Linked DNA regions of Ovis aries: region 1 is linked to region 2. Evidence: chromatin contacts called from public Hi-C data. All regions are on one chromosome and are shown on one strand. The core of a region is the stretch at or near the end of the contact, and the rest is flanking DNA. Distances in the headings are between cores, read along the strand shown. Region 1 has its middle 61 kb from the start of PLPP1. Region 2 overlaps SLC38A9 (solute carrier family 38 member 9).

The links. A called contact is a pair of places that touch in the nucleus more often than the background predicts.
Region 1: a contact with region 2 is called in a Hi-C map of liver, with 3 times the contacts expected there. The contact joins two enhancer-like sites. A contact is called at or near these places in 5 of 16 Hi-C or Micro-C datasets (liver, mixed tissues, muscle and 1 more).

The regions. Positions count from the first base shown.
Region 1 is chr16:23,751,359-23,758,331 of ARS-UI_Ramb_v3.0, reverse strand. No RefSeq gene overlaps it. Among named protein-coding and RNA genes, the nearest start is that of PLPP1, 61 kb to the left of the region's middle. Within about 2 kb of position 3,826, at least 20 of the 54 cell types and tissues checked have an H3K27ac peak or open chromatin away from gene starts, as enhancers often do. A contact at or near this core is called in liver, where this site is marked.
Region 2 is chr16:23,648,062-23,655,156 of ARS-UI_Ramb_v3.0, reverse strand. All of the region lies in intron 2 of SLC38A9 (solute carrier family 38 member 9), which reads right to left. Among named protein-coding and RNA genes, the nearest start is that of SLC38A9, 18 kb to the right of the region's middle. Within about 2 kb of position 4,571, at least 3 of the 54 cell types and tissues checked have an H3K27ac peak or open chromatin away from gene starts, as enhancers often do. A contact at or near this core is called in liver, where this site is marked.

The sequences.
Region 1 (6,973 bases), core at 2,577-5,076, 100 kb before region 2:
AGAAAGAATTACAAATAGGAATAGAAGACAAAAAAAATGTGTGTGTGTGTGTGTGTGTGTAAGGGTGGGGATCTTAGGGGGACATCTGTGGGCTTAATCAGTAACTTAATCTGACAATGCAAAACTTAACCAGTTAAGAGCAAACACAACCAGTTAGGCCCCTGCCTCTTAAGGAGCCCTTACCCCTTCCTCAGGCTTTTGGGCTCTTGAGCTAGCAACAGGCAGACATGGCAGTTCCTGCTGGCTTCAATTCTGTCTGGCCTCTGGAACAAGGGCCAAGCACTTGATCATTCAGCATTCCCTGTCCTGAGCTTCCAAAGGCTACACGTGGCATTACTGGAAGCTCTTTGTTATTAGTGGGCCTGGAATTTGCCTGCTGCACCCACATCTGGCCCCCAGATGGTGGGACTGACCCAGGTGTGCCCTAAGCTGTAGGTTCCCTGTGATTATGGTCAGTCTGCCCGCCTAATCTTTTGCCTGGTCTCTGATTTTGTTATTGTTTTTTAATTTTTGCATTAAAAATATTTTTAATTGAAGGATAATTACAATATTGTGTTGGTTTCTGTCATGCATCAACACGGATCAGCCATAGGTATTATACATATGTCCCCTCCCTCTTGAGCCTCCCCAGCTTTTTCACTGGGACAAGGGCTTGCTTCAGCGCTAGCTTGGCTGCTGTGCCTGCCCTGGCTCCTGCCAATCTACTCATGCCATCTTCTCTCACTGCCTCTCCTCAACCCTATAAAAACGTTGAGGCAACCGTACAACGAATAGTTATATACCTTTCATTTAGATTTACTAATTGTTAGGACTTTGCCACACTTGCTTCTCTTTCTTCATCTTCCCGTACACACAGACACACACAGTTGTCTTTTTCTTTTGGCAGCACACCAATGGCCTGTGGGATCTTAGTTCCCCAACATCAGACTGAACCCACGCCCCCTGTAGTGGATGTTCAGAATCTTAACTACTGGACCACCAAGGAAGTCCCACATAATTATCTTGATAATATCCTTTATGGCTATATATTTTTTTCAATTCAGGATCCAATTAAGGATCACACATTGCATTTAGCTATCATGTTTCTTTAATTTTCTTTAGTCTAGAACAGCCCTCTCTTTTTAAAACTCTTTCTTTAAAAAAAGGGATTTTTTTTAGTATAGTTGATTTACGATGTTGTGTAAGTTTCAGGTGTATAGCGAAATGAATTGTTTACATATATAGACATATCTACTCTTTTTAAGATTCTTTCCCCATATAAGTCAGCACAGCATATTGAGAAGAGTTCCCTGTGGTATACAGCAGGTTCTTATTATTTATTTTTTACCTAATAGCGTGTCTTGACTTTGATATTTTTGAAGAGTTCAGGACAATTGTTTTGTAGAATGTCCACAGTCTGGATGTCTGAGTGTCTCTTTCTGGTTAGATTCAGTGGGGCCACAAGGGTCTTTTTCCATCTTCTGCACTGTTGCACATGCAGCATTTTTGGCAGTAATGCCCTCTAGGTCTGACTGCCTCTTAGGCGTAGGCTGTGCCCAGCGTCCACTTGCTGTCTTCTGTACATCACTACACAGAAACCACCGTCCCCCCCAGAGGCGATGCAGCGAGAATGGCTGAGGAGCTTGTGTGCAGGGCAGACCTGGGCCCCCAAGGGCCTGGCAAGGTTACTGCCACCAGATACCACTCTGACTACTCAGCCCAGTTGGATCAGTTCTAAATGGAAACAGCTTGAATTTTCTTTGGCTCCCACTTTCATTTGTCACAGATGAGTTCTTGGATATCCTGGGCTCTTAGAACTCTGTCATAGCCCAGTGGTACTCAGGCTGAGGAAACAAACGGGGCTGAGATCCCACAGAAGCAATATTTTAGAGGTCCCATAGGTCCAAAGGCTCTGGATCTAAACTTTGATATGTGGACAAAACTTCTGTACCTAAGTGGAAACTCCAGGTTGCTGTGATGGGCTTCAGAGACAAGATGAACCAGGAGAAGTTGAGACCAGACGTCTGGCTGAGTTCAGGGATTTGGCAGATATTAATGTTCTGCCGTTAGCAAGGAAACCAAGTTCCTCCTTGGAAAGGAAGCAGGGGTACTATAAGTTCCAAAAGTCAAAGTCGAAACCCAACCCCAGAGCTCACATGGATTGGAGGAGACCTGGAACTAGGGGTTCCTCCAAGACAGGTAGCCTTTCCTATTATTCTATGCATCCCATGACTGAGCAACATGCTTGATGGATGAGAGACACCCAACCCTTGCTATTGAATGAATGGATGACTAACTAAATTTAGATATAATTTCCAAAGAAGCAAAGTCAAATTTAGTATCCAAGAGTTCCATTTAATTGGGAGGATATAAGAGTCGGTATCTGAGGATATAGATGGGGAGAGATAGCAGAATATAGCGGAAAAGGCAATGGCACTCCACTCCAGTTCTCATGCCTGGAAAATCCCATGGACGGAGGTGCCTGGTAGGCTGCAGTCCGTGGGGTCACTAAGAGTCGGATACGACTGAGCAACTTCACTTTCACTTTTCACTTTCATGCATTGGAGAAGGAAATGGGAACCCACTTCAGTATTCTTGCCTGGAGAATCCCAGGGATGGGGGAGCCTGGTGGGCTGCCGTCTACGGGGTTGCACAGAGTCAGACACGACTGAAGTGACTTAGCAGCAGCAGCAGCAGCAGCAGAATATAGAATTTTGAGAGACATACATTGAGGGTAACTGAGTTGGAAAATGGAGTTGAGCCACAGTAAGTTGTTGAAATGTGTTATAATTCACCCTCAATTCACCTAACTCCAGATTTTTCTTTTATGATGAGCTCATTGGTGTCCTGGTTTTGTTCAGCTACTGCGTAGCCAGGAACATGCCTATCCCATCAGGCACATGATCTGCCTCTGAGAAGCTGGGAAGTCGGGCCACAAAGATGATTTTTTCCCCTTTCGTGCCCGGTTACTCATGGCAGAAACAGAAGGCGAGATGTGGACACACTCATACAATATCCAGGCTTTTCAAACATTATAAAGTGGCATGCAAGCTCACTCTCTAATATCATAAAGCTGGGAGGGAAGTCCAGAAGTGGAAACAGAAATTCCATGGAAAGAAAGCTCAGGAAGCTCCTAATAAAACATAGCTTAAACATAAAAATTCGACACTTTATTATGAAAGGAAAATAGTGAGGGGTCGGTGACTGAGCCATGGACTGCGTTCAGCATCTGAAGAGCTGGAAGCTTCCAACGAGACCTGCTAGACTGATACAGGGGCTCTGGAAGATCCCTTAATGGAAGTAAGTGCTGTGTAGGGAAAAAAAAGACTTGTCAGGTGATTCAGAAGGAAAGTATTTTTAAGATGAGAAGAGTGCAATTGTATTACCATCACCACATTTAGAGATGAATAAAAAAGGCACAGAGAAAGGAAGTGGGCTGTTACTGGGCCTCCCATAACTACAGTTCAGCTCAACTTCCTTATATAGGTTTCTTTTTTGCACACATGCTCCTAGTTTAGGTTTCTAAAATCCATGGCTTTTATTTATAGGTTAAGCACACCCCAATTTTTCTAAATACTGAAGATGATGCTGGCCAGACCTTAATTTGGGTTATCACCATGCCTAGTGCCGCCTCCCTCCTGCTTTTCTGTCTGAGTCCCTTGAGGAACCTAGGTGGCCTCTTCATTCTCTAAACTTTTGCAACTTTCTTATCCCCTTCTATCCTTTCTTTCTTCTTTCCTTCCTCTTTCTTTTTTTTCTTTTTTGCTAACGTGTCAGTACAGCCGAGCCCTCCTGATCCCTGTTGGCTGCACAGACCCAGCTCCAGCTCTGTCCTTTTACTGGGGAACTGATGTCAGCCAGGTTGGATTACAGCCCGGCAGCCGTTCTGCTGCTAATGAATTGGCGTGGAGAACAAAACACTGCAACTCTCCTGGAACAGTTTTGTCATCTATAATTGGAGCACAGAAAACCTCGGGGTTTGGAAAAGAACAAATGTCACTGGAGTTTGCTTATTTGCCTTTGGGATGTCAGGACCCCCGGTTCACCACACCCTGAAAGTTTATCTGATTACAGAACTCCTGCAAATAACAAAAGGTTAAAGGAAAACCCCACCCTTGTAGCATTTCCCTACTCATTTCCCACCCTTCAGGACTGGCTGGCAGGCTTGGGTCAGGAAAATTTTTATATTTATAGTCCTATGAATAAGGGGACCAGACTTGGCCACTTCAAAAGGGCTGAGCGAATCTTGGAAAGCTGAGATTGAAAGAATGCTTAAGGAGCATTAAGGCCAACAGTCTCCTCTGAGTATGAGAAACTGAAGCCAGAGAGGTTGCTGGGTGTTAAGGGTTGAATTGTGTCTCCTCAAAGTTCATGTATTGAAGCCTTAACTCTCAGGATCTCAGAAAGTAACCTTATTTGCAGATAAAATCTTTACAGATATACAAGTTAAAGTGAGGTAATTGGGGTGGGTATAATCCAATATGAATGGTGTTCTTATAAGGAGGAGAAGTTTGATGTATACAGGGAGAATGTTCTGTGAACATGAAGTCTGCAAGCCAAGGAGAGGGGCAGGGAACAGATCTCATCTCACAGCCTTCAGAAGGCAACAGCCTTGCCAACACTTTGATTTTGGGATTTCTAGCCTCCAGAACTGGGAGACAATAACTTTTTGTTCTTTAAGCTCAGTTCGTGCTACTCTTTTAGAGCACCCCTAGCAAACTATTGTATCTGAAATCTCAGTTCAAGAATGGCCACACAGGTATGGTCTTCTAACTCCCTTGTCTAAGGATTCTTTCATCATATTGCCACCTGGATTAGATACATACTATGAAAGTACTACATTAGAGAAAACAAGAGTACTTTTCAAGACGGACAGTTTGTCTAAGAATTTGAGGAGTAATGTCTCTGATTGTCCATGCTAGAATCTAGCTGGCAAATCCATGCTAGAATCTTTATATGTAAATGTGTAAATCATAGGTCACGGTGAAACAATATTTATTCAACCAAAGTGACAATAAAAGGTTTTTAAGGGCTTTCCATTGGAGCTTGTGGTAAAGAACCCGCCTGCCAATGCAAGAGATGTAAGAGACTCAGGTTTGATCCCTCGGTCAAAAAAATCCCCTGGAGAAGGGCACAGCAATGGACAGAAGAGCCTGGCAGTGTACAGTCCATGGGATCACAAAGTTGGACACGACTGAATCGACTAAGCACGCATGCACGCATGGCAAATACAGATCATTTAGAAGGCAAATGAATTCACAATTTGTTATCAAAAGTAGCTCAGCATTCCAAGAAAACTTTGTGCTCTTAACAGAGGGAAAGTGAACCGAAATCCAGTCCTGCACTGGCCCACTCTCAATAACAAAATTTATTTACCTATTTAAGTTTAATCCAATCCCAGGCTGAAGTGTACAAAATTATTTTCTCAGGGCTCCCTTTCCACAGAGCTTCCACAGTTTTCTGTGTCTGTGTTAGCTTATCGCTTATTTTTCTGTTCCATTTAGAAAACCAGCTCTAAGACAAAGTCACTCTTTCCCTTTAAGAAAATGTATTTCTATCTCTCATACCTTCTCTTATTGAAAACACACATCCTACTTACCTTGCGTACTGACATGTTTCCTTTATTATTTCTAGTAGCTTTAATTACATATTACAACTTTAACCATTAAAAACTCTCTAGTTAAAACCAACAAGCAGCAAGTAACTGTGAACTGTTTGTCATACCAACATTTCCTGGTTGGCAAAATAACCTCTAGAAACTTACATTGTCTGGTAGCATAGTTTCTTTTCTCAATGTGGTGCCAGACACATGTCTAATAAACCCCAAACATCTTTAGTTTTTCTCTTGTAAGAACACAAAAGTAGACCTGTTTAGCAATTAATGTTCCAGGATGTTACCTTATTTGAAATCACCTGGCTATCCCATGAATTCTCTTTATTTAATTTAATTTTAGCAAAACTCTAAAGTTTCAAGTTACCAAAAATCTGGAGAAACTATTTTAGATAGACATATCTAAAACATAATTACTCCTAAGGAAGTCACCTGAAAACTCTTATCTCATTTACCTTTATTTTATCAAATGAAAATAACATACCAAGTTATCATACCAGTGGCAATGGCTGACGGCTTGATCACGGAAACAACCGTTATTTGCTGATATGGCAAGTAACATTCTTTGTCTACAATGAAAAGATTGTCGTTGTTCTTAGGTTTTGTCTTTTAATTATAAAAAATTGTTTTAAAAATAAAGAAAATAAAATGTTTTAAAAATAAATAAATAAAATAAAATGTTTAAATGCTCATGCTTTTACAAAATAGGATTGATAGAAGATACTACGTTTTAAACAATATGCTCATTTGCCAGAATTAAAAGATGTCAATCATTTGCTGGTGTCTCTCCTTCACTGGGCAGGGGGTGAGGGGAGAATGTCATGAAATCCTAAATTCTGGGAGCCACTGATCACAAGCCCACAAGGGTTATCTTTCCCCCTGTTAAGGGCACAAAGTTTCTTGGAATGCTGAGCTACTTTTGATAACAAATTGTGAATTCATTTGCTTTCTAAATGATCTGTTTTTGCTGTGTATGCATGCGTGCTAAGTCGGTTCAGTTGTGTCCAACTCTCTGCGATCCCATGGACGGTATACGGCCAGGCTCTTCTGTCCATGGGATTCTCCGGGCAAGAATGGAGTGGGTTGCTGTGCTCTTCTCCAGGGGGTCTTTCTGACCCAGGGATCAAACCTGAGTTTCTTACATCTCCTGCATTGGCAGGTGGGTTCTTTACCACTAGAGCCAATGGAAAGGCCTTAAAAACCTTTTATTGTCACTTTAGTTGAATAAAATCCTGTTTAACCAGGTGTTTTAAAACCTTTTGATATCTTTGACAAACTTCCTCTAGTAAAATTCTAAATAAAGTTCTTTTGACCTCCAGCTAACTTTGGGATACTCCAAAGGGCCCCTGAAACATCTCAAGAGACATATTAAATTAACCAGGA
Region 2 (7,095 bases), core at 3,322-5,821:
AAGGAATACAGAATAGATTGCAAGGTGAAATCTTAAAACAAGAAGCCATAGGAAAATTATATAGTAGACTTTTGGAGACAATTTGAGATTAAGACTAAAACAGGCAAGACAAAGATACATAATCTCAGTATGTTACTTTTATATTAATTCCTTATCTTTGGGCTACAGTCATCCATTAGGATTTTGACAAGATCCCTAAATTTCATGAGCCTCCAATTTAAAATATTTGATTTTGTCTGTTTGTTAAAAGGAGTTTTAATTTTCTTTAATAAGAAAATTGAATGAGTTTGCAATGGGTTTCATCGCTTTTTCAGTAATGATATAATTACTTATGAAAGGAAAATCCAAATGGAGTTGGTATTGCTGAGAGTTTTCTGAAAGCCAGCCAGGAAGCCATTAAGGAAGTATGAGTTATGCATGTCTCAGCCTGGATGGAGTCTGACCTTTTGACCTGATAAGCAAGTTATTTAGAACATCTGCCAGAAACTCAAGATACTTATCAGACCCTTACCCTAAAATAACCAGTAATTTACATCTAGGATCCCTATCCTATAACAACTCGTGATATCCTTAAGGATATCAGTTCTTTCCAGGCTAGTTTTAACAATCTCATGGCTTTCTGTCTTTATAAGCCCCTGACTCTTTTTCTCAGAACACTCTTTCAGGATTACCCAAATCTGTGTCTCCTGAATTATAGTTTTAAGAAACCACCCCCCGCCATAAACTCTTTTCTTTTTTGTAGCCCACTACATTTTTTTTTTGGTTGACACACTAAAATCCTTTTCAACTATATACTTGGAGGTGTTACAACACTAAGTAGAACTGAGTAGACAGAGAAAAATGCTAGGCCAACTCTTCATACCCTTTCCTCCCAACAAAACACACTTGATTGACTGGCCCTAACAAGCACCAGTCACACTCCATTATTAAGCTCCCTCTTTCTTCAGATTTGTCCAAATAATGTTAATGAGGGAGAAAGAAAGGGAAGAAAATAAAGAACTAGTTTGCAGGCAAGGGAAGATACAGCAAAATCAGATAAGACAGACAGATCTAGGGAAAGAAATAGAAGCACCTCAGGAAAGCAGATATAAATGCAAAAGAATAGTTAAGCAAACAAAGACATCTGGAAAGACTGGCAGAAGTAATGTCCATCAGCAGATGAATGGATAAGAAAGCTGTGGTACATATACACAATGGAGTATTACTCAGCAGTTAAAAAGAATTCATTTGAATCAGTTCTGATGAGATGGATGAAACTGGAGCCGATTATACAGAGTGAAGTAAGCCAGAAAGAAAAACACCAATACAGTATACTAACACATATAAATGGAATTTAGGAAGATGGCAATGACGACCCTGTATGCAAGACAGGGAAAGAGACACAGATGTGTATAACGGACTTTTGGACTCAGAGGGAGAGGGAGAGGGTGGGATGATTTGGGAGAATGACATTCTAACATGTATACTATCATGTGAATTGAATCGCCAGTCTATGTCTGACACAGGATGCAGCATGCTTGGGGCTGGTGCATGGGGATGACCCAGAAAGATGTTATGGGGAGGGAGGTGGGAGGGGGGTTCATGTTTGGGAATGCATGTAAGAATTAAAGATTTTAAAATTTAAAAAAAAAAAATAAAATAAAAAAATAAAATAAAAGACAAAAAAAAAAAAGAAAAAAAAGAAAATCTTAAGATAGTTCAAGTAATCTGTTATACTAGTCACTGTCTCTAAGAAGTACAATACAATTACATTTAAAACCAATAACTAAAACAACGTGTTTTTTTTAAATTTTAATATCTTTAATTCTTACATGCGTTAAACAACGTGTTTTTAATTCTTATTTGAGAACTTAAAGTTTTATTTTCAAATAACTCATGGTTAAAGGGGAAATGACACTTATTTAGAATTGAAAAATGGAAATGCTACTAATCAAATCTTTCAAAATGCAGTTATAGTAGTATTTAGAGGGAAATTGGTAGCCTTAAATGCATTTCCTAAAAATCAAGTTAAAATAAATAAATTGTACTCAACAAAAAAAAAAAAAAGAATTTGTAAAAAAAAAAAAAAAAAAACACTGAAAAAAAAGCCGAATTCAATTACATAAATCACCTTAACTTAAAAAATTAAATAACATAAAGCATAATGTAATGGGAAATTACAATGAAATCAAAATAAGAAAATTAAAAATCTTCCTGGCTGTTCATCACACTAAAAGAGCTGGAAAATAAAAGGCCAGTTGCAAATATAACAATTTCACTAATAAATAAGTTGTATTTATAAAGCATTATAAAAAAAAAAAAATAAAATATATAAACATATGCAAATGGCTACTTATATAGCCAAGACAAACTTGAAAAAAGAGCAAAGTTCAAGAATTCATGCTACTAGTCATGTTCATCTTAGAGCAAAAGTTTTGAACTACAAGAAATATTTTTTTTTCTGTTGTTGTTGTTGTTTTTTTTTTTGTAGTAAAAACCTTACGCCTGAAAACCTCTTTCTGAGACTTGAGATCCACTGGTGAGTTTAAAGAGAGTCATAGAAATCAGTGAATGACAGTTTCATGATTCAATTAATATTACACTTTGACCAGTGAAAGGGGAGAATGAAGACCATGTGGAGGAAGGAGAGAATGACTTCAGGGGAAGGAATGACAGAAAGTAACAGATGTAGCAGCCAAAGAGTAATAAGAAAATGTCTTTATCTTTTTGAGGAAGCCAGGTTGCAGGGTAGAAATCAGTGGGAATTTTTTAGTAATTTGAAATGGATGGTTTTTCTCAATAAAACAATTATAATTTCTTAAAAAAAAAAAAAAAAGTTCCAATGAAACTTGAAATAAGATACCATTCTAACAAAGTCCATAGTTAGACTTAAAGCATCTCTAAACCCAAGGCCAAGATTGCCCTCTTTAAGCATTTAGCAAAAAGAGTTCCACTGGAGAAAAATAATGGTGGAAAGTAGGGAGAAGAGAGGGGAGAGAAGAAGACAAAAGAGGGAGAGAAAAGAAGAGAGGCAAGAAGAAAGGAGAAAGGAGGAAGGAGAGGGAAGGGAACAAAAGATAAAACATACAACCAGAAAACTGGTCCTCAGCTCCAGGGCACTGATACATGGTCAAGGGCCCTGGTCCTGCCTATTTAACATAGATGGCAAGGTCCTCAAAATCCAATTACACAGCTCTGGAAACCAACACTCCTGGAAACACTACTTTACTAGATCTGTATAAATCCCCAACTATGAAACAACTGAGCCTCAATAATCAAATAATCACTTCCAATCACTGTTGTTGGCCTAGGACACGTTAATAGGTAAACTCTTCACTTTGTTATGTGCTTGCTCGCTCTCACTCACTTGCTCTCTCTCTCTGGGACCACAGATAACAAAGAGTCAATTCAGGTTGCTATTTAGTGACAGTATTAATGACAGATGAAAGCGAGAGAGGCCAGTTTGCACATGGGCAGACAAATAAACACTTTAAAAAAATAAGGGCCATAAGCATGCTTGGTATCTTTGAAGGGCACCCAGAATACTGCCTATTTTAAGTATCTACTGCTACCTCACTGGCTTACCAGAGTACCTAAAATGTTATTAGAAAAATCTAATCCTTAGGTTGCTGCTGCTGCTGCTGCTAAGTCGCTTCAGTCGTGTCCGACGCTGTGAGACCCTAGAGACAGTAGCCCACCAGGCTCTCCCGTCTCTGGGATTCTCCAGGCAAGAACACTGGAGTGGGTTGCCATTTACTTCTCCAATGCATGAAAGTGATTAGGTTAGGCTTTTATATTTCTAGAATTCTCCTTATTAAAATGCAAATAGTCATGAAAAAGTAATAGACTGGGTCTTTGACGCATCATATTGCTTGCCATCATAACATTAAACAGACAACAGAGCTGGCACCAATAGGATAGAAAAGCATTAATCAATAAGGGGAGGGAAAAAGGTATAATTTACAAAGTATTGTCTAGAGGGAATTTTTGAGTGAATTCCCTGAGAAAAACTGGGCACACAGAGATGAGTAAGAAAGCCCTAGGTCCTGGGAGAAATGGAAAAGGAAACAAGAGTTTGAGAAAACTGAAAAAGGGAAGTTCAAATCCCAATTTGGTTTCAGGCTGGCTGGGAGGGTCAACTCCCAAAGGTTATAATCCCAGAGCAGCTGCAGAGCATGAAGCAATCCTGAATACCAGCTCTAATATCTGGTTACCAGAAAGTCTGGGAAAAGCAGCAAAACAAACTCTTAAGGCCAGTGACTGCCAATGGCATATATCAAATACAGTATAAGAGATTTCTAAACCTCTCTGTCCCCCTATCCACATTCTTCACCCCAAACCAGAAGAAAAACTAATAAGGGAGGTGAGGGGAGGCATGCAGAGAGAAATGTAGATTTGTGTAATTTGCAAAAATTCTCCAAATGATCCAAATGCTTGTGACATGTATGGTTCCTCTACAGCGACAAGCTCCTTCATCTACCTAAGTCTAATCAGATCCCCAGTCCACCAAAATGATAAGCAGGTCCAACACATTTTCAGTCCCAAACATTTCTTAAAATTTTTCTGTTTTGAACTGGAACATGATTTTGAGTGCCACCTAGTGGAAGAGACAGAGTCAACCACAAATTAAACTAAGAATAAGCAATCTTAAAGTATCAAATGTTATTTTTTATATTCTAACAGCTGAAGACAGTTTCCCAAAATGCCGCTATATGAAAGATGATTTTAGGTAGCACAAGGATAAATGCTATTTTAACTCCTTTGTATTTACTGCAATGTGTACTTTGGCCACCTCATGCGGAGAGTTGACTCACTGGAAAAGACTGATGCTGGGAGGGATTGGGGGCAGGAGGAGAAGGGGACGACAGAGGACGAGATGGCTGGGTGGCATCACTGACTTGATGGACGTGAGTCTGAGTGAACTCCGGGAGCTGGTGATGGACAGGGAGGCCTGGCGTGCTGTGATTCATGGGGTCGCAAAGAGTTGGACACAACTGAGCGACTGAACTGAACTGAACTGATACTAGAAAAAAGTATAAATGATACTTCATCATTTCACAAACATGTGAAGATAAGGCTAAATTAACACTAATTTTTTCAAAGTTAATAAATTAAAAAATACAGTATATCTGAGATTTATGTATATAAAATGAAATAACCCACATTTTAGTAGAAATAACAATATTTTAAGATATTCCTGTTTTTTTCCCTCATCAAATAAGTTCCTGAAATTATTCCACAAGAAAATTAGCATTCAATACTGCTAAACTCCTATAAAAATTTGCCTTCCTTAAAACATGCTTACCTAGACAGTTATCCTATGATTGAAAATAGTTGATTCCCTCTTATTTTGACAAATTTCATTATAGAAAACATACTTCCACTTAATCTAAATGGTTAAATACTCAGAGAACTGTTTGAACTCCTGCCAACCTATTGCAGTAGAATGCACTTTAATGACCTATGTTCTATCGTCACAGTGGTCAATTATTTATCATAGAATTCAGAGGTTTCAAGAGAGTTCTGAGCATTTAATCAGCATTCATTAGTCCTTCTATTCACTGATACTGAAACATACAAGTGAAAATTATAAGATTCATTTCATTGTCTTCTCTGATGGCCACTACATGTCTCATGTGATAAATTTCATACTGCTCAAGCTGCTAAAAAAGTCTAAAAAATTAAGTATCTGGAAAATGGAAACAGGATTATCAAGAATAGTTTAAACCAATCCTCTTTCATCTCCTGGATTGGAAACTGCTTAGAGCCTTAACAAAATCAGCATTTTTTGCCATCATCACGTTAAACAGACAATAGAGCTGTGCCCGAATAGGATAGATAAGTGATAGTGAATAAGGGGAGGAAGAAAAAGTATAATTTACAAAGCATTGTCTAGAGGGGATTTTTGAGTGAATTCCCTGAGAAAAACTGGCACAAAGAGATGAGTAAGAAAGCCCTAGATCCTGGGAGAAATAGAAGAGGAAACAGAGTTTGAGAAAACTGGAAAACAGAAGTTCAAGGAATAGATGGGGTTGTTGAATAGTCGGGTATTTACCTAACAGTAACTGCCACATGTCCCACTTAAGGCACTCAGTTTCTTTCTGAGGAGACAACACTCTTACAGTTTCCTATTTACTCCCCTGGACTCATTTATACATATTTGCATTATATATAACTTATTAATGTCTTTACCCAAATGGCAGTATACTATATACACTGACTGCTCTGCACTTCACTTTTTTCATTTAACAAAATAAGTTGAAGACTTGTTCCATTTTGATATATAATAAAGTCACTTCCTTCTTTTTAATGGGTGAAAAATATTCCATTGTATCAAGGCACCATAATTTATCCAGTCCTATAAGAAAAGACATTTTTGTTGTTTTCAATCTTTTGCTATTATAAAGAAACAGGGCATCAAACAACTCTGGACATATACTATTTGACATTGCAAATTAATGTTTAGAAGTGAAACTGCTGGGCGATGTAAACTTTGGCATCGGTTGCTGGCATTTTTTTTGGTGAGGGGCAGATCACATTAATTTTGTGGGTTAAAATTTAAAGAGCATGACACTGTATTTTAGAGTCTTCCCTACTAAGAACAGAATATCCCTTTGTGTTACATGTAATATCTTATTAACTCTAAAATACACACTTAGTCCTTTCTAAAATATGGATGCATCTAATAATCCAGGACATCTTTTAATCACTGTCAGCCAGGTGGCAGTCATGAAAGTAACTGCTCCTGGTGGCATGACAGGTCATCTGTGGTCATTTCAATGATCAATCCATTTAGAGACCATTCACTTTTCACTTTCATGCATTGGAGAAGAAAATGGCAACCCACTCCAGTGTTCTTGCCTGGAGAATCCCAGGGACGGGGGAGCCTGGTGAGCTGCCATCTATGGGGTTGCATAGAGTCGGACATGACTGAAGCGACTTAGCAGCAGCAGCAGCAGCAAGGAATAAATATGAGCCATAGTGTTGTTAGAAAGCTTTCTGTGACACCTTCTGGTAATATCAGGCAAGTACAAGCATCAAAACGAAAAAGTATCAGTGATTTGGAAGAAAATTCTTTCAAGAAATACTACAGTATCAATGCTCTTAATGGTAATA